2 separate regions of the Mus musculus genome follow, and region 1 is linked to region 2. A link is a contact called in public HiChIP or PLAC-seq data. All regions are on one chromosome and are shown on one strand. Each heading gives the region's core, a stretch centred on a gene start, on an enhancer-like site or on the middle of the called end of the contact. The rest is flanking DNA. Distances are from core to core; before and after follow the strand shown.

Region 1 (4,703 bases), core at 325-2,824, 130 kb after region 2:
GCAACTCTTCAGGAGGGCCTTTCAGGTCAGATCCAGCTCAGATCCTCTTAGTCCTGGGTCTGAAATGTGTGAGGTCTCTAGCAATGGGGCTTACTTTCAACTTGTGGGAGGCAGTCAAAGGCAATAGGGATAATTTACAATGTTTTGGGAGTCACTTGGTCAACCCTGACCAACACCTTGAGACAACAATTACATCTGGTGAATAAAAGTTACTTTTACTGGTAGGGAGCTGACAGGGAAGGTCTGGGGTGCATGATATGAAATTCCCAAAGAATCAACACAAATATTACATTTCAGAAGTGGCCACATTTACTATGTTCTCTAGAATTCTCTCTACTCCTGCTGTTTTTAGCTCTGAGCACTCTGGATTATGTCTCCTTGACCACTTCTTAAAATGATGTGGGGTTCCTGATAGGTGCTTTATTTTTAATTTTTGAAATTATAATTATGTTTCTCCCTTTCCTTCCTCCAAATCCTCCCCTTTGCCTTTCCCTGCCCTGGTGCTGACCCAGTCTCCTTGCACACCCACTACCTGATGGTTCTGGAGGAAGACTTGGGACTCTGAATGATAACTCTTTCCAGAAGAATTTCCCCCTTTTTTTGCTTGTTTTGACGTACCAGAAATGATGCATACTAGACAAATACTCTAACACTACACTATATCCCTAGCCCTATTTGAACTTTTTATAAGTCTTGAGGTAATCTCATTAAGTGCCTCGAACTTTTACTATAGCTTAAGTAGTGCTATAGTAAATTGCAATCCTCCTGCCTCTGCCTCCTGAGTAGCTGGGGTTACAGTCCTGCTCTGTCTAGCCTTGATAAAGATGACTTGTTTAGGCCTCAGTGATTAGCCCAAGCAGTAATCCTGAGTTTCTTTGCTTGAAACAGAATATGAGCTTTAAAAGCAGTGTTTAAAACCCTAGGTAGTGACTTGTGAATCAGAACAGATTGTAGCCTGTTTTACTTTCCTGGGACTAGCAGGCAGGCACCCTGCGGGCTTGTTGGCTTCAACCTGCAGGAGCAGAAAGAAAGAAATAATATTCCAAGCAAGATTAAAATGTGTTGTAAGCCGGCCCGTGGCCTACATGAACTGGGTATTTCTGGAAGGCAGGCTGGGGCTGAAAGAGACTTAAACTGCGAGAAAAGATAATGAAGCCAAGACAATTTTTCTCTGATCAAGGCCCACGATTTTACTCAGAGACTGTGCTTAAAAAGGGGAAAGCCCATCCCCCACCAATCCATTGTTGGTGCCTGGAGCCAGCCCGCAGGTGACTTGCAGGATAGGATGTGCCTCCGGAATATCTTAGGGGCCTCTCAGCAGGTAGCAGTGTCTTGGAGGAGAGCAGCAGGTGACAGAACAATAGAGCCATCTAGGTCAGAAGGCTCCACCCCAGGTGGTCTCATTCTCAGTGGCAGCAAGGTTTGCAACAGCCTGCTTCAGGCTGGGGGAAGCTACAAAAATGCATTTCCAAAAGAAGGGAAAATCAGAAAGCAAGCTCTCCCCCAGCCCGCAGCTCAGAGCCGTGACATTGAACAAATGCCTACAAGAGGAGATGTTTCCCAGCACAGTACCTGACTCAGAGTTGGACATCATCCCAGCCCTGGAGTTTGGATCGGAGTTTGACCAACACAGCTCTAAGAAGAGGCCACAAATGGGCAATCTGTTCAGGTGAAGCTTGGAAAGGAACTGGGGGCTTAATGAGCTAATTTTCCATCAAATTAAAACCAGGTGATTTGGTAAGGGAGCCTGAAGGAGAAGCCTGAGGAGATGGACGTGCCACAGGTGGATTCCCGTGATGGCGTAGCAAGGGGAGGTGGGTGTAATGGGCAGACTTAGAATCACCACTTAATTTCTTGCTTTAAATCTACTACCATTCCCACCTTTGACCAGTGTCTTAGTCAGGGTTTCTATTCCTGCACAAACATCATGACCAAGAAGCAGTTGGGGAGGAAAGGGTTTATTCAGCTTACACTTTCCATATTGCTGTTCATGACTGAAGAAAGTCAGGACTGGAACTCAAGCAGGTCAGTGAGCAGGAGCTGATGCAGAGGCCATGGAGGGATGTTCTTTACTGGCTTGCTTCCCCTGGCTTGCTCAGCCTGCTCTCTTATAGAACCAAGATTACCAGCCCAGAGATTGTCCCACCCACAAGGAGCCTTTCCCCCTTGATCACTAATTGAGAAAATGCCTTACAGTTGGATCTCATGGAGGCATTTCCTCAAGTGAAGCTCCTTTCTCTGTGATAACTCCAGCTGTGTCAAGTTGACACAAAACCAGCCAGTACAACTAGCTATTTGGGCCATGTTTGAAGAGCAGCCCCAACCTTTGGTTTCCCTGTCCACCATTCTGTGTCTTGGGCAGCTGGCCAGCAGTGTGATGTTTTCAATTACTTAAAATAATTTAAGCAAGGCCAAACTGTTTACCCTGTGCCAGCCCCCAACAAGCTTGGCGTCTCTCATCCTGTGAGCTGTACCTCTTCTGGTTTGGAGAATCAAATAGTGGAGAGAAGCAACCTATTAATGGGATATACATACATATCTACACTCCCACCCCCAAGCACAAGCAACTCTAGAGACTGTTTAGTTTCTCTTGTATTTTTCTAGATTTGGGGAATGTGGAATTTTGCAGAAACAAATGCATGTCTAGACTAATGGAGAATTTCGAACATTGATTTATTTATTTATAGATTTATCATGGCTTCTCTGATTTCACAGCATTTCCTTCTTATTTCCCAGTCACATGGCACATTAAGATGCTTGGCTTAGAAAAGTTAGGGAAGAATGTTGTGATGCTTCTGGGGTGAAATGAAAACTCTTGTGGTTGATAAAAAGGACTGGGGGTTGGCACCCCTAAACTGGAAATTCCAGAGAGAGTTGTTTCAGTGGGTTTGGGAGGCCTGGGCCTTGGCTGTTGGTCACAGAATACTTTGGTTCTCAGCACAAACGAACAATTTGTTTCTAGTTAGGCTTGTTTTCTTACTTACATTGGCAGCAGTCTTAACGTTTATTATGTTAACTTAAAATTGTTTTAACTTACTAAAAAACAAATGGTGTATAGCCATATCTGCCAGTTTTTGTTTTGTTTTGTTTTTGTTGTTGTTGTTTTTACTGGGGGAGAGGAGGTTCTGGCTTTTTTTAAAAAATTGGATATTTTCTTTATTTACATTTCAAATGTTATTCCCTTCCCCCCCCCCCCCCAAGCCTCTATTCCATCCTCCCTCCCCCTGCTTCTGTGAGGGTGTTCCTCCGCCCACCCACCCACTCCCACCTCCCTGCCATTGATTCCCCTACACTGGGGCATCTATTGAGCCTTGATAGGACCAAGGATCTCTCCTCCCATTGATTCCTGGGGAGATGGTTTAATTCAAATCATTTGCTCATTCAGTTTAGTGACAACATCTTGGTTTTTGTATCCATTTGCCCTTCCTCTCAGCCTGAACCGCACAGGCGCTATCAGGTCATTCATTCATGTATTCAGTTGACAAACACATGCGGACTACTTACCAGGCTCTCAGAACTGGACTGGGGGCTGGGATGAGGGGTGTCAGGATTCTCACCCCTGGAGAGCTTCCTCTGCTTCCTTTGCCCTGCCCACAGTCTCTGTGCATCTCCTGGGAGGGTGTTTATTTAACTGTAGGTCAGCAAGGCAGGTGGGGCAGTCTGGCTTTCTTCCCTGACGATCAAGCACAGTGAGACCTGGTGGGGACCAGGTCCATGGCATCTATACATTCCTCCCCTGGTGTACCAGGCAGCTGCACAGAATACTTCTGGGATATTTCCAAGTTGCGAAGGCAACTGAAACAAATGAGAACAATTAGTTACATTCTTGGAGGAGGGTCAAGGTGTTGTACTTTCGGGTGTATCTGTCCGTATCTCAGTGGATGAATTTACCCTTTGTGATTTAGCTGTAATCCATGGGGTTTTTGAGTATTTTTTCAAATAATATAAGGGAGATAACATTTTACAAAATAGGTCTGGAAGCACCTAGACCAGCGGTTCTCAACCCCTTGTGAGGTGGGGGGTGTCAAAATAACCCGTTCAGAGGGTTCAATATCAGATATCTTGCATATCAGATATTTACGTTACAATTTATAACAGTAGCAAAATTACAGTTACAAAGTAGCAACAAAAATAATTTTAAGGCTGGGGGTTACCACAAGATGAGTAACTGTATTAAAAGGTCTCAGTATTGGGTATCTGATCTAGAATCGGACTGCATGCAAGAGCTCTGAGGAGGCTGCCACTGTGGCATGGCATGGGTCTTGGGTTCACGTGCTCACCCTCCCATGGCTTTGCTCTCAGCACTAAAGAGGGGTCTCTTTTGACTGACTTAGAGATTTATGTGGTCTTTTTCAGATGCTGAGAGTTGACTCAGTTATAAGTCCCAACTCATAGCTGGTTGTCCTTGCTTTGGCTGTTTGCCCACTCTGCCTTTTTACTCACTCTGCTTCCTTTTTCCTTGTCAGGTAGTTGGTTGATCTTTTAAAATGGCCATTACTTGGGCTGGGCATAGAGGTGCATGTCTGTCATAGCACCCAGGGGCTGAGGAAGGGGGATTTAAAGTTTGAGGACTACACAGTGAAAGCCCTGTCAAGGCAACAGGAAACTGTATATTCTTTGCTCTGTATTTATTTTATCTGTTAATTATCGTCCCATTTTGATTGATAGAAAGTTTAGTGACAGCACAGTGTGTACCACCTGTA
Region 2 (4,642 bases), core at 1,370-3,869:
ATTTCATATGGGGATTCAATCATTTGTATAAATTATCTTGTAGCCTAACTTGCTGGTGGTTCAGGCCCCAAAACATCGTCACTGAACTCCCAATCTTTCTACAGAGCTACACTCGTTCCCTACCTGCCTAAAAGCCTACCTCACAAGAGAAGGTTCTAGCACAATCACGCCAGTCTTCACTTGGGAATCTAGAAACTCAAGCATGCAGGATTTCATAATTTGTTCAAGATCCAGGTGCACAGTGCAGGAAGAAGTCACACTGTTTTAAGCAGAAGGGCTGTTCTTTGGAGTAGGGCTGTGCTCACTAAGTGTAGTAGGACGTAAGGTTTACTGGTGTTACAGACCCAAGAGAGTCTTACCGACAGACGTGTGCTCCATGTCGTCAGCCAAGAGAAAATCAGTCCTGTTCTTCCTTTGGTCATTTACTCAGCAATACATTAAACATCTATTATGGACCAAGAATTGTTTTAGGGACTTAATATATGTCAGTGAACAGAACTAACAGAGATGTTCATCTTTACAAAGTATGAATTTTAGGAGAGAGTGGAAATAATAAATATTATAAACTGGGAGGGGAGAGATAAGAACTTCAGGAGCTGATGAAGCTGGCTCAGGAGAAGCAAAGTCAGGAGAGGCATCATGAAGGAGACACAGAAGCTAAACTTTAGAGGAAGCACAGCCTCCTCTAGCATTTAGAGGCATCTGGGGCTAGTGAGTTGGAGACAGAGGAGGCCAGCAGCACCACTAGCAGGAGAGGCATCATGAAGGAGACACAGAAGCTAAACTTTAGAGGAAGCACAGCCTCCCCAGGCATTTAGAGGCATCTGGGGCTAGTGAGTTGGAGACAGAGGAGGCCAGCAGCACCACTAGCAGGAAGACAGAGGCCAGTGCCACGCTGTCACCAGTAAAACCTGAAGAGCTCACCTAATTTTAGAGGACCCCAACTCAGGTTAAATCCAAGATTCAGGGCTTCAGTGTGGAGGGATGAGACAGCGTGGAGCAGAGCTGGAGTTTGTTGAAAAAAGAAAGTTGTCAGGAAAGAGCAGAGCTCACTATAGCCATGGGGCAAGCTTCTCAAAGAAGTGTTGCAGTTCCGTTAAAGACATTTTAATGTAGATTTATAAACACAAAGTGGAGGTGTTCCGAGAAAGAACAAGACCTACTCAAGTGTGGATATGAACTTGTTTGTTTGCTTATTTTATTTTTATTTTTTTAAAGATTTATTTTATGTATATGAGTACACTGTAGCTGTCTTCAGACACACCAGAAGAGGGCATCAGATCTCATTACAGATGGTTGTGAGCCACCATGTGGTTGCTGGGATTTGAACTCAGGACCTCTGGAAGAGCAATCAGTGCTCTTAACCGCTGAGTCATCTCTTCAGCCCCCTAACATCCTTTAGATCTTTAAGATTCTCAGCTAAATATTTGGAGTTATATAACTCCAAGCATTCACTTGAATTCAGCTTATTTTTTCTAACGACCTCTAAGCTCCCTCATAGGCATGTAAGAAATGCTTGGCTACCACACTTCTACCTTTAAACTTCACATGCACAGGTGCTGCATGCGTGGCTGTTTATGTACCACTTGAGTGTCTGGTGCCTGTGGAGGCTGAAGGCCCCTCCCCCTTTCTGTGGTGACAGAAGAAGAATGCATAAGCTCTCCTGGAACTGTAGTCACAGATGGTTACTAGCTGCCTCGTGGGTGGCTGCTGGGACCTGAACCAGGTCCTCTGGAAGAGCAGGCAGTGCTCTTAACCAGGGAGGCATCTCTCCTGTCCTCTATTCTAGTTTTATAGCAATAAATGATTATTTGAGGGATTGAATCAATGTTTCTATTTCAGGATTTATTTCCCAATTTGGAGACGTTGTAGGCCAAGCTCCTCGGGCCAGTCTGGTGAACCTGGTAGTGTAACTTTTCACCAGCTTGTTTTTAAGGCAGGTCAAAGGCAGAATGGAGAATTTACCTGACCAAGAGCTCTGCTGGGCCCTTATCCCCTGCCTTTTGTTTCCATTCAAACTTCCACCGTTTCCTGGTAAGAAGCGCCTTTGTGTTGGAGGCAACCTTGCAGCTCTCTCCCACATCCCGGAGAGATTCCAGCCCTGGCTTGGGTCACTCTTTTGTCCTGTGGTATTTCCTGTTGCTGAGGTGGGAAATACCTGTTCCCACCTTGCTTCTCCCTTATTACTCAGAGGAGCCAGCTCAGGGTGACAGAAGGATGGCCAGAGTGGAGACACCAGGACTGGGAGCAGTCTGGGAACCTTTTAGTTTTGAGAAAAGCCAGGAGCTCTGTTCCTAAAAGCTTACAACACTGTGTGAATAGAAGCACAGGTTTACTTTGGATTCCCCACACTCCCCCTCCCCCCCCCCAAAAAAAAACCTGTGTGAAATGAAAATTTAATTTACAAATAACCCAGAGAGGTCTTTTACATGTCCAATATATTGTTTAGAGCAAAGAAAAAAAAAGCCTCTGAAAGATAATTTTTACACTAAGAGCACAGCCAACATCCTTAGAATCTGCTGACTTCCTGCCTTGAAAAAGATATTACTATGAGTGAGCGGAGAGTCAGAATGAAGTTCGGGCAAACATTTCCAATTCCCCATGGTACCACTCGTGACCGTGTCCTAGGCTTGCACAATCAGTGAGCCAGTCCTACCTGCTTGCATTCCTTCAGAGCCTCTGCTCACTGTGTACACGTCTCTGTGTAATACAAGTGTCATCATCCCTGGACTTTATCTTCTCTGACACTCAGTGAGCCCCTCTTGTATTCAGACTCTGTTCATGGGCTGCCTGAGCCTGGGATGCCTCAGCTAAGAGCCAGGGCTGGCCTGGGAGGCAGTGCCTCTCAGCTTTTTGAGTCTGATCCCCAGTGGCCGCTTATTTCTAAAGCCCTTGTTGCACAAAGCATGAGTGTCTAAACTGCTAAGCCGAAGGAGAAGTTCCAGGCAGAAAAACTAAAACCCAAAACCCTGTCCCATCTCTTTTGGTTTGAATGAAGGACATAAATGATAAGGGATAAGCAAGTGCTTTAAAGGTTCAATGACAAACACAAATAACTGCTTTGGACATCTCATCTGAAGCGAATCCAAACTTTGGAAGGAGACAGAATACCAGAATTTGCTTAATTCTAGCCCCCCAAATTGTATTCCTTTATAAAGATTTCTTTTGTTTTCTTTCTTTTTCGGTGTTTTGTTTTGTTATTTTTTTTCGAGACAGGGTTTCTCTGTGTAGCCCTGGCTGTCCTGGAACTCACTCTGTAGAACAGGCTGACCTCGAACTCAGAAATCCGCCTGTCTCTGCCTCCCGAGTGCTGGGCTTAAAGGCGTGCGCCACCACGCCCGGCAAGCTCACTCATTTTTAAGTCTGGCAGTGATAACAGAAAAGAGCTTAAAACAATAACAAAACCCTACAATCCAGATAAGCAAATTGCTATAACCTCTATGGAACAGAAATTATACATGTTAGCATTTTGTCTAAGCTCCACCCTAAAGTTACCTGGCAATAGCCAGGTGTTCCTGACTCACTATAAAAGGAGCTGTTTGCCCCCTCCTCTTGTCCTTGCTCTTGCCTTCTGGTTCCCTTTCGGTTCTCTTGCCCCCTCCCCCCTCTCTCCTACTCCCCTCCCCCCCCTCTCCTCGTGCTCATAGTGGGCCTCTATGTCTCTTCTCTCTCTCTCTCTCTCTCTCTCTCTCTCTCTCTCTCTCTCCCTCTCCCTCTCCCTCTCCCTCTCCCTCTCCCTCTCCCTCTCCCTCTCCCTCTCCCTCTCCCTCTCCCTCTCCCTCTCCCTCTCCCTCTCCCTCTCCCTTTCTCTGCCTCTACTACCCTCTTAACTCCCCTTCCCATGCCCTGAATAAACGCTATTCTATACTATACCTTCATGTGGCTGGTCCCTCATGGGGAAGAGATGCCCCACACCTCACCACACCTCCACAAAACATATCCCCTCCTCTCTTTATCTTTTTATAAACATCAATATATACTTATCAAAACTCCTTCAGACTCATCAACTTTATTTCTAAGGCTATAACACACAATTCTATTTTACCAGCATGAAATAATAATACAATATTTATCCAATACAATATTATCCATCACACTGTTTTTATAAGTGAGATATAAAGGCTAAAACAACTCAAATGTTCATTAACTATGGATTGCTTAAATAATTTATGGTACCCACAGACACTGTGGTTCAGAGATAATGAAGAACTATGTGTCAATAAGAAGTAACATCCCCCAGTTGGAGATGACTCAGTGGTTAAGAGCACTGACTGCTCCTCCAAAGGTCCTGAGTTCAAATCCCAGCAACCACATGGTGGCTCAACCATCTGTAATGAGGTCTGACAGCCTCTTCTGGTGTGTCTGAAGACAGCTACAGTGTGCTTACAGGTAATAAATAAATAAATCTTTAACAACAAAAAATGTTGGGTTCCCAGTTAACCAGGGTCTTTCCTTAGAAGAAGAAGAAGGAAGGAGGAGGAGGAGGAGGAGGAGGAGGAGGAGGAGGAGAAGAAGAAGAAGAAGAAGAAGAAGAAGAAGAAGAAGAAGAAGAAGAAGAAGAAGAAGGTGGTGGTAGGTGGTACAGGGGAAAATAGAAAGGCAGAAAGCAAAGTTTTTATACCATGCTATTATGTGTACAAGA

The links. HiChIP or PLAC-seq counts read pairs in DNA pulled down with a chosen protein or histone mark.
Region 1: a contact with region 2 is called in an H3K27ac HiChIP or PLAC-seq map of epiblast stem cells. The contact joins two enhancer-like sites. A contact is called at or near these places in 2 of 39 promoter capture datasets (frontonasal cranial neural crest and second pharyngeal arch cranial neural crest), 6 of 115 datasets of contacts at active chromatin or transcription factors (embryonic stem cells, epiblast stem cells, microglia and 3 more) and 1 of 9 other capture datasets (pancreatic islet).

The regions. Positions count from the first base shown.
Region 1 is chr15:8,830,802-8,835,504 of GRCm38.p6, forward strand. All of the region lies in intron 3 of Gm31340 (a long non-coding RNA gene), which reads left to right. Among named protein-coding and RNA genes, the nearest start is that of Gm31340, 120 kb to the left of the region's middle. Within about 2 kb of position 1,575, at least 21 of the 459 cell types and tissues checked have an H3K27ac peak or open chromatin away from gene starts, as enhancers often do. A contact at or near this core is called in embryonic stem cells, epiblast stem cells and stem cell-derived epiblast-like cells, where this site is marked.
Region 2 is chr15:8,696,067-8,700,708 of GRCm38.p6, forward strand. All of the region lies in intron 2 of Slc1a3 (solute carrier family 1 (glial high affinity glutamate transporter), member 3), which reads right to left. Among named protein-coding and RNA genes, the nearest start is that of Slc1a3, 12 kb to the right of the region's middle. Within about 2 kb of position 2,620, at least 35 of the 459 cell types and tissues checked have an H3K27ac peak or open chromatin away from gene starts, as enhancers often do. A contact at or near this core is called in embryonic stem cells, epiblast stem cells and stem cell-derived epiblast-like cells, where this site is marked.